2 separate regions of the Mus musculus genome follow, and region 1 is linked to region 2. The links are chromatin contacts, called in public HiChIP or PLAC-seq maps. All regions are on one chromosome and are shown on one strand. The core of a region is the stretch at or near the end of the contact, and the rest is flanking DNA. Distances in the headings are between cores, read along the strand shown. Region 1 has its middle 5.5 kb from the start of Gm39157. Region 2 holds the start of Rbpms (RNA binding protein gene with multiple splicing).

Region 1 (2,837 bases), core at 335-2,834, 63 kb after region 2:
AAGTAAAAAAGAAAGAAAGAAAGAAAAAAGCTGCCGTGGGGATGGAGAGATCGATAGCTTAGTGGCTAAGAGCACGCACGCGCTGCTCTTGCAGAGGACGGAGTTCAGTTCCCAGCCCCCACTGGCTTTTGTAGTGCGTCACTCTAACTCCAGCTCCATATGCTTTTCTGGATTCCGCCTTTCCCCTTTCTCAATCCGTGAAGAGAAGCATCCAGGCCCAGGGCAGCCCACCTCCTACCCTACCCCCGAGCACCTCCATTTTGGAGTCCGTAGAGGAAGCCTCCGCCTGCCCCTCTCCTCAGGAAGTGCAAGGCCTGCTGTTTGTTGTGTTCTCTCCCAGCCAAGACTTGAGCCTGTTTTTGCGCGTCTGCAATTCTTACAATTTAGGGTCGTCTTGGTCAGGTTTATTTCCTCTTCCACTTAAAGAATTAAATGGGCAGGTACAGTCTCCAGCTACGGGTGGCGCAGGGAACCTCTCTGAGCACACAAAATCAGCAGGCGAGCTGGGCTCCAGGTTCTCCTAGCATCCTTCAGTCCCTACCTGGTACAGGGCGTGGCTGGCCATACCCCGCCCTCTACCCTGAATTTTCCAATCCAGGGGTGGGCTTCCTCTCACCCACCAGCTCAACACTATATAGTCCAGACATTTTGGTCCCCCACCTCTTTCTTCTCTCTCCCTCTCCTCTGCCTCCTGTTTTTCTTTCTCCCAGTCTGCAAGGCGACTTCACTGACCCCCTCCTGTGAGGTTCCTGACCCCCCACCCCCAGCTCCCCTCTTCATAAACCCGCCTTTAAAGTTTAATTAGGCTTGAATTGGCTCATTTCATGGGCAGAGATAAGTTATCAAAGGGTGACAACCAGCTTTTGTTAGAAGTGAGCACACACACACACACACACACACACACACACACACAGAGCAAGACCCTTGGCAGACAGGGATGGGACACTCAGAAACCTAAAATGACTTCTTTTCTTGAGGGCTGAGGGCTGGTCTTTGAGGGGGTCTTCATCCTCTAAATTAGGGCTGCTTAGTTTGAACAAAGACAGGGAGGCTGACAGGCCCACGGTTTGGGGTGGGAGGGGCAAACATGTCCCCAGTCTGGTCTTGAATTTCTCAGACCCGCCAACTGTCAGGGTCCACTACCCCAGGGTGGAGGTGGGGTGGGGTGGGGGTGGGGAAATCAGTCAGTCCTTTAGGTCTCCATCTTAGGTCAGAGGAAGCCGGAAGTTTGCCATCTCATCTTCCTTATCTATTTCTGGCGGATCTCCCTATCTGCCAGTCTATCAGGGCTGTGTCTACCTCCTAGGGCCTCACTCCAAGATGAGAGGGAAGCCCAGAGCCACTGCATTTGGATAAGGTTCAGGCTTTTCACAGACAAGGAAGGGACTGTTGTAGACTTGGGACAGATAGCAAGAAAGGACACCCAGAGCCACCAGGATAGCCGCAAGCAAGGGCAACAGCAAGCCCGGGACAGAGCTGGCACAAGGGATGGAGTCGCGAGCACAAACAGCCAAGGGCAAGGTGTGGAATGTGTTAAGGTGAACGGAATGTAATGAAGGGACTCCAGTGTTTACTCTGAAGCAGGCCAAACATGGCAGGACCGAAGCCAGAGTGGAAAGGATTGTTATCTAAGGCCAGCCTGGGGAGAGTGCGGAGGGAGGTGTTGGGCGTGGGTGACGGCTGATGGCCCAGAGCACATTCCAGCTTGCAGATAAGTGGAAGCAGAAAGGCCAGGCACCATTCAGCGGAAGTCTGTGATTTCACTCCTAATGTCAGTGAAACTAAAGCACAGAGGACGCCCCTCCCCACTTTTATAGTACTTGGATGGAGCCTTTGTTCGGATCCTTGTGCTAGTGAGTCTTGTACCACCAATTTAAAGGGTTGTTTTGTCTGTTTTTGCTTTTTGTTCTTGTTTTTGTTTTGTTTTGTTTTTTGAGACAAGGTCTCACTATGTAGCCCTGACTGTCCTGAAACTCACTCTGTAGACCAGTCTGTCCTCGAACTCACAGAGACCCTCTTGCCTCTCGAATAGTGGGATTAAAGGTTTAAGCCACCACGCCTGGTTCCTTAGAGAACATTCCAGGTCATGTTGATCCCTCCCTTCACACTGGGACAGACACTTTGCTGTCAGCTCCCTGGGAAACGCAGCTGCCCCAGCTCTGGAGACAAGCTCTTGTGCTTCAGCTCCTCTTAACCCAAAAATGAAAATGACAAAAATTAAGGTTATTTATTTAATATTTTTGAGACAGGTCGAACTAGGTAGCCCGCTGGTTTGGAGCTTCATTATGTAATCTGAAACTCACAGAGATCCACCTGTCTCTGCCTCCGGGGCACTGGAATTAAAGGTGGGAGTCACCACAGCCAGTTTACTAGTTTTTGACTTTTCTTATTTCCAATGGCAGGTAGGTTTTGGTTTTTTCCACATTTGTTTGTTTAATTTACATTTGATTGTCACCTTTTATTGGACCATCAAGTCTCGGTCAGGATTTAAAAAGATTCCGCTTTAACTGAACTCTTCAAGGTTGGTAAGTAAAGTGCTTTCCAGGGCAGTAGGTGTGGTATCCTAGCTCACTTGTTTGAATTTCTGGTAAGAAATGCTGAAAAGAACACAGGCTTCTGGCACCAGATTAACCCAACCATGTTCCCTTTGCCCACTGATGGGCTTAAGGTACTGGCCACAACCTCTGAAAGACTCCAGCTTTTGTGGGTGAGACCCACCATCAATACCCAGTTCTGCAGGTCTTCCCACTTAACGCCCATGAGTTTCTTCTCCTTCCGTGGCAGACTGACACCTGCTTGAAGATTTTTTTACTGAAACCATCAATCTCCTTCCGTTA
Region 2 (2,878 bases), core at 365-2,864:
CACAAAACTTTCCAAAGCAGTATTGCTGATAAAATAGCTAATTTCTTCAGGTGAAGAGGCAGTTTTTCAACTCTTCCATTCATTTAAGAGGCACCAAGTCACAACTGAGCTAAGATCTATTTTTGCATTGATTTGCATACGTTTCGATCTCTCCTGTCTTCCCCATTTAAACAGTTCCCACTTTACCAGTGGATAGTTCACGCAGGTCTGAGTTGGGTAGATGGATACTCTTCTTTAATGTTTGGTTTCACTCTCTGTGTTTAAGTTTGCACAAGCGTCCCAATACTCTCACCATACTAACTGCTTTAGAGTCAGTTCGGGTTGTGTACGTCCCCTTTATTAGGATGTAAATTACCTGTAAGAACACTTTTTTACGTTATAGTGGGATGGGCAGTTTCTGCTACTGCACACTCAATTCTGGGAGACCTTTAAAATGGTAAATATAATTTCTTGTATTCCAGATAACACATTTGCAGGAGTGAAGGCGAAACAGGATATCACAAAACTGACAAAATTCACGAGCCCCAAGTACACCCCCGTCCACCACCGGCGTTTTCAGTAAGAAACGCACCACAGCCGCAAATTGTTTGTAAATTCCGAGTGTGCCACATAAAGTTGTGATTTTCCCCCCTTTAAAAACACCCTCCACGCACCTTTGCTTTGGGGAACCCAAAGCTTTTAGCCCTTGTTACTCTACGCCCCCACCCCCACATTCGACCTCTCCCAGGTTCGGCGGGGGTCTCCGACTCATCGGAGAAGAATGCGTCCTATGAGTTATCTATTAATCCAAAATGTCTCAGCTAAGAAGATATTTCACCCAGAACTTTTAACACCGAAAGGGAGGGAGGGAGTAAGAGAGGGAGGGGAGCTGGGGTCGGAAGTATCTTTTACTGAGAACTTTCCCAGAGTTTCTCCCTTCGCCATACCTCCCTCCCTCCAATTTCCAGCTGCAAGACGCAAGAACCCAAGTCCTGACCCTCCCTGGTCCCAATCATCTGAGGTCACCCGGGAGTCAGCTCTCGATTCCGCTTTCAACATCCCGAGTAGACAAAGCTGAGCATTCTACTTACAAAAGTCTCGGGAAAGTCCTCAAAACTTATGCAATAACCAGAGGCAGGCGGACGCGCGTGGACCCAGTCCCGCGCCCTCCGGACGCCCGCGTCCCGTGCTACTCCCCCCAGCCCCGGCCCGTGCGCCCCGCGCCCCCCAGCCAGTCCCCCTCAGTACCTCCTCCTCCTGAAGGTTGGCCTCGCTCGGGGTGTTCTCCTTCTCGGCTTTGCCGCCGCCGTTCATCTTCCCGGTCCTTCGTCGCCGCGCGGGACTGGGGCGCGGGGTTGGAGGCGAGGGCGAGGGCGCGCTCGCCCGCTGCTACCTTCCCCCGGGGCGGGCTGCGGGGCTGGAGCCGGGCGGCGCAGCGGAGAGCCGAGACGGACCGGCGGGCGGGGACCTCCGAGAGGCCGGGCGAGCCCCGGAGTCGGGACGCGGCCGAGACCGAGGAGGCGAGGCGGCGGGCGCGGTTGGGACCGGAGCCGCCGAGGACGCGCTGCTGGCAGGCTCTGGGCAGCGGGGCCGCACGCAGCGCGCTTTCTCTCGCCTTCCTCCCTCCTCCCCTCCCTCCTCTCCTCCCCTCCCTCCTCTCCTCCCCTCCCTCCTCTCCTCCCTCCGCCCTCCCTGGACGTGCGCGGCCGGACGCAGCCCAGAGAGACGCGGATCGGGACAGCGAAGCCCCCCGCGAGAGGAGGGGCGCGGGGCGGAGCGGTCGAACCCAGGGCTGGGCTGGGCTGGGCTGGGTTGGGCTTGGGGGAGGGGGGGTCGGCACCGGGGTCACGAGGCCGCGGGGACCGCGGGCGGAAGGTCGGGCCGCCCCTTCTTTCTCCAACCCCGTGGACCTAGGCGTCTGGGCGGGCCAGCGGCGGTGGGCTTGGAGAGGGGGCTCAGAGCCGAGGACAAGCCTTTCGGGGTAGGGGTGGGGGGCACATGGACTGGAGCGCGCTACTTTTGTTTGCTTGCTTTTCACGACGGGTGTGCACCCAAACCCACCCTCCGTGGCAATACCCGCCGAGACTCGGTTCTTCCCGGGCAGAAAGGTGACGGGCACGCGGGACAGCCCACCACCGAGCCCCGCTTTTGCAGGACACCGCTTGCCACCCCATTGCGGGTGCCCGAGTACAGCGAAACCTCCCAGCCTCCCCCCGCCCCCCCCACTTCGGCCGCTATCGCTCTCTAGGCTTCCGGCCGCCCCTGTTCAGACTCGCACAGCCGGCACCAGACTGTTCTGGAATCGGGTCTGTTTACATCACTCTACGGGGAGCCCCTTCCTGGAATACAGGACTACGTCCTGTTTATCTCTGCCATAACTTAAGTAGGCTACCTGGAGCGTAGTCCCGGAGCGTAGTAGGCCCTCCATATGTACTTGTTGACTAAATATCCCTCACTGCCCCTCAAAGGTCAAGACATTTATCTCTAGAGAATCAAAGCAATTACCCAACACCGGATGACCGCATAGCTTCCACTTCCTCATCTATAAAATGAATAAATATTTCATACATATATACACACACATACATATTCTCCCATTTCACTGATTATATATATACACACACACATATATATTACAATCATTATATGTGTGTGTGCATATATGTATGTATGTATGAATATATATATATATCCCAGGGTTTTAGAGATTATAGGTGGGGCGAGCCTCAGGTTCCTAACACCCATACTTGCACAATTGTGGTTTACAATAGGCGGAAGCTAGCATTATTATTAAGGAAGTTTCCATTTTCCTGGTCCTAGAGAACTTTTCCAACAATAGATCCTGTAAGCTCCTAGACTTTTGACTAGTTTGGACAGACATTTAAAACCCACGATTCAG

Evidence for each region. HiChIP or PLAC-seq counts read pairs in DNA pulled down with a chosen protein or histone mark.
Region 1: a contact with region 2 is called in an H3K27ac HiChIP or PLAC-seq map of heart atrium, with 26 read pairs. The contact joins the enhancer-like site here to the promoter of Rbpms in region 2. A contact is called at or near these places in 1 of 39 promoter capture datasets (liver), 7 of 484 Hi-C or Micro-C datasets (the AML12 cell line, the HL-1 cell line, embryonic stem cells and 2 more) and 4 of 115 datasets of contacts at active chromatin or transcription factors (extraembryonic endoderm stem cells, heart atrium, pancreatic cancer cells and 1 more).

What each region holds. Positions count from the first base shown.
Region 1 is chr8:33,991,542-33,994,378 of GRCm38.p6, forward strand. No RefSeq gene overlaps it. Among named protein-coding and RNA genes, the nearest start is that of Gm39157, 5.5 kb to the left of the region's middle. Within about 2 kb of position 1,585, at least 98 of the 459 cell types and tissues checked have an H3K27ac peak or open chromatin away from gene starts, as enhancers often do. A contact at or near this core is called in the AML12 cell line, embryonic stem cells, extraembryonic endoderm stem cells and 4 more, where this site is marked.
Region 2 is chr8:33,928,249-33,931,126 of GRCm38.p6, forward strand. It overlaps Rbpms (RNA binding protein gene with multiple splicing), which reads right to left and starts at 1,615. Exons shown (of 8, transcript NM_001042674.2): 1 at 1,228-1,615. The coding sequence starts at 1,293.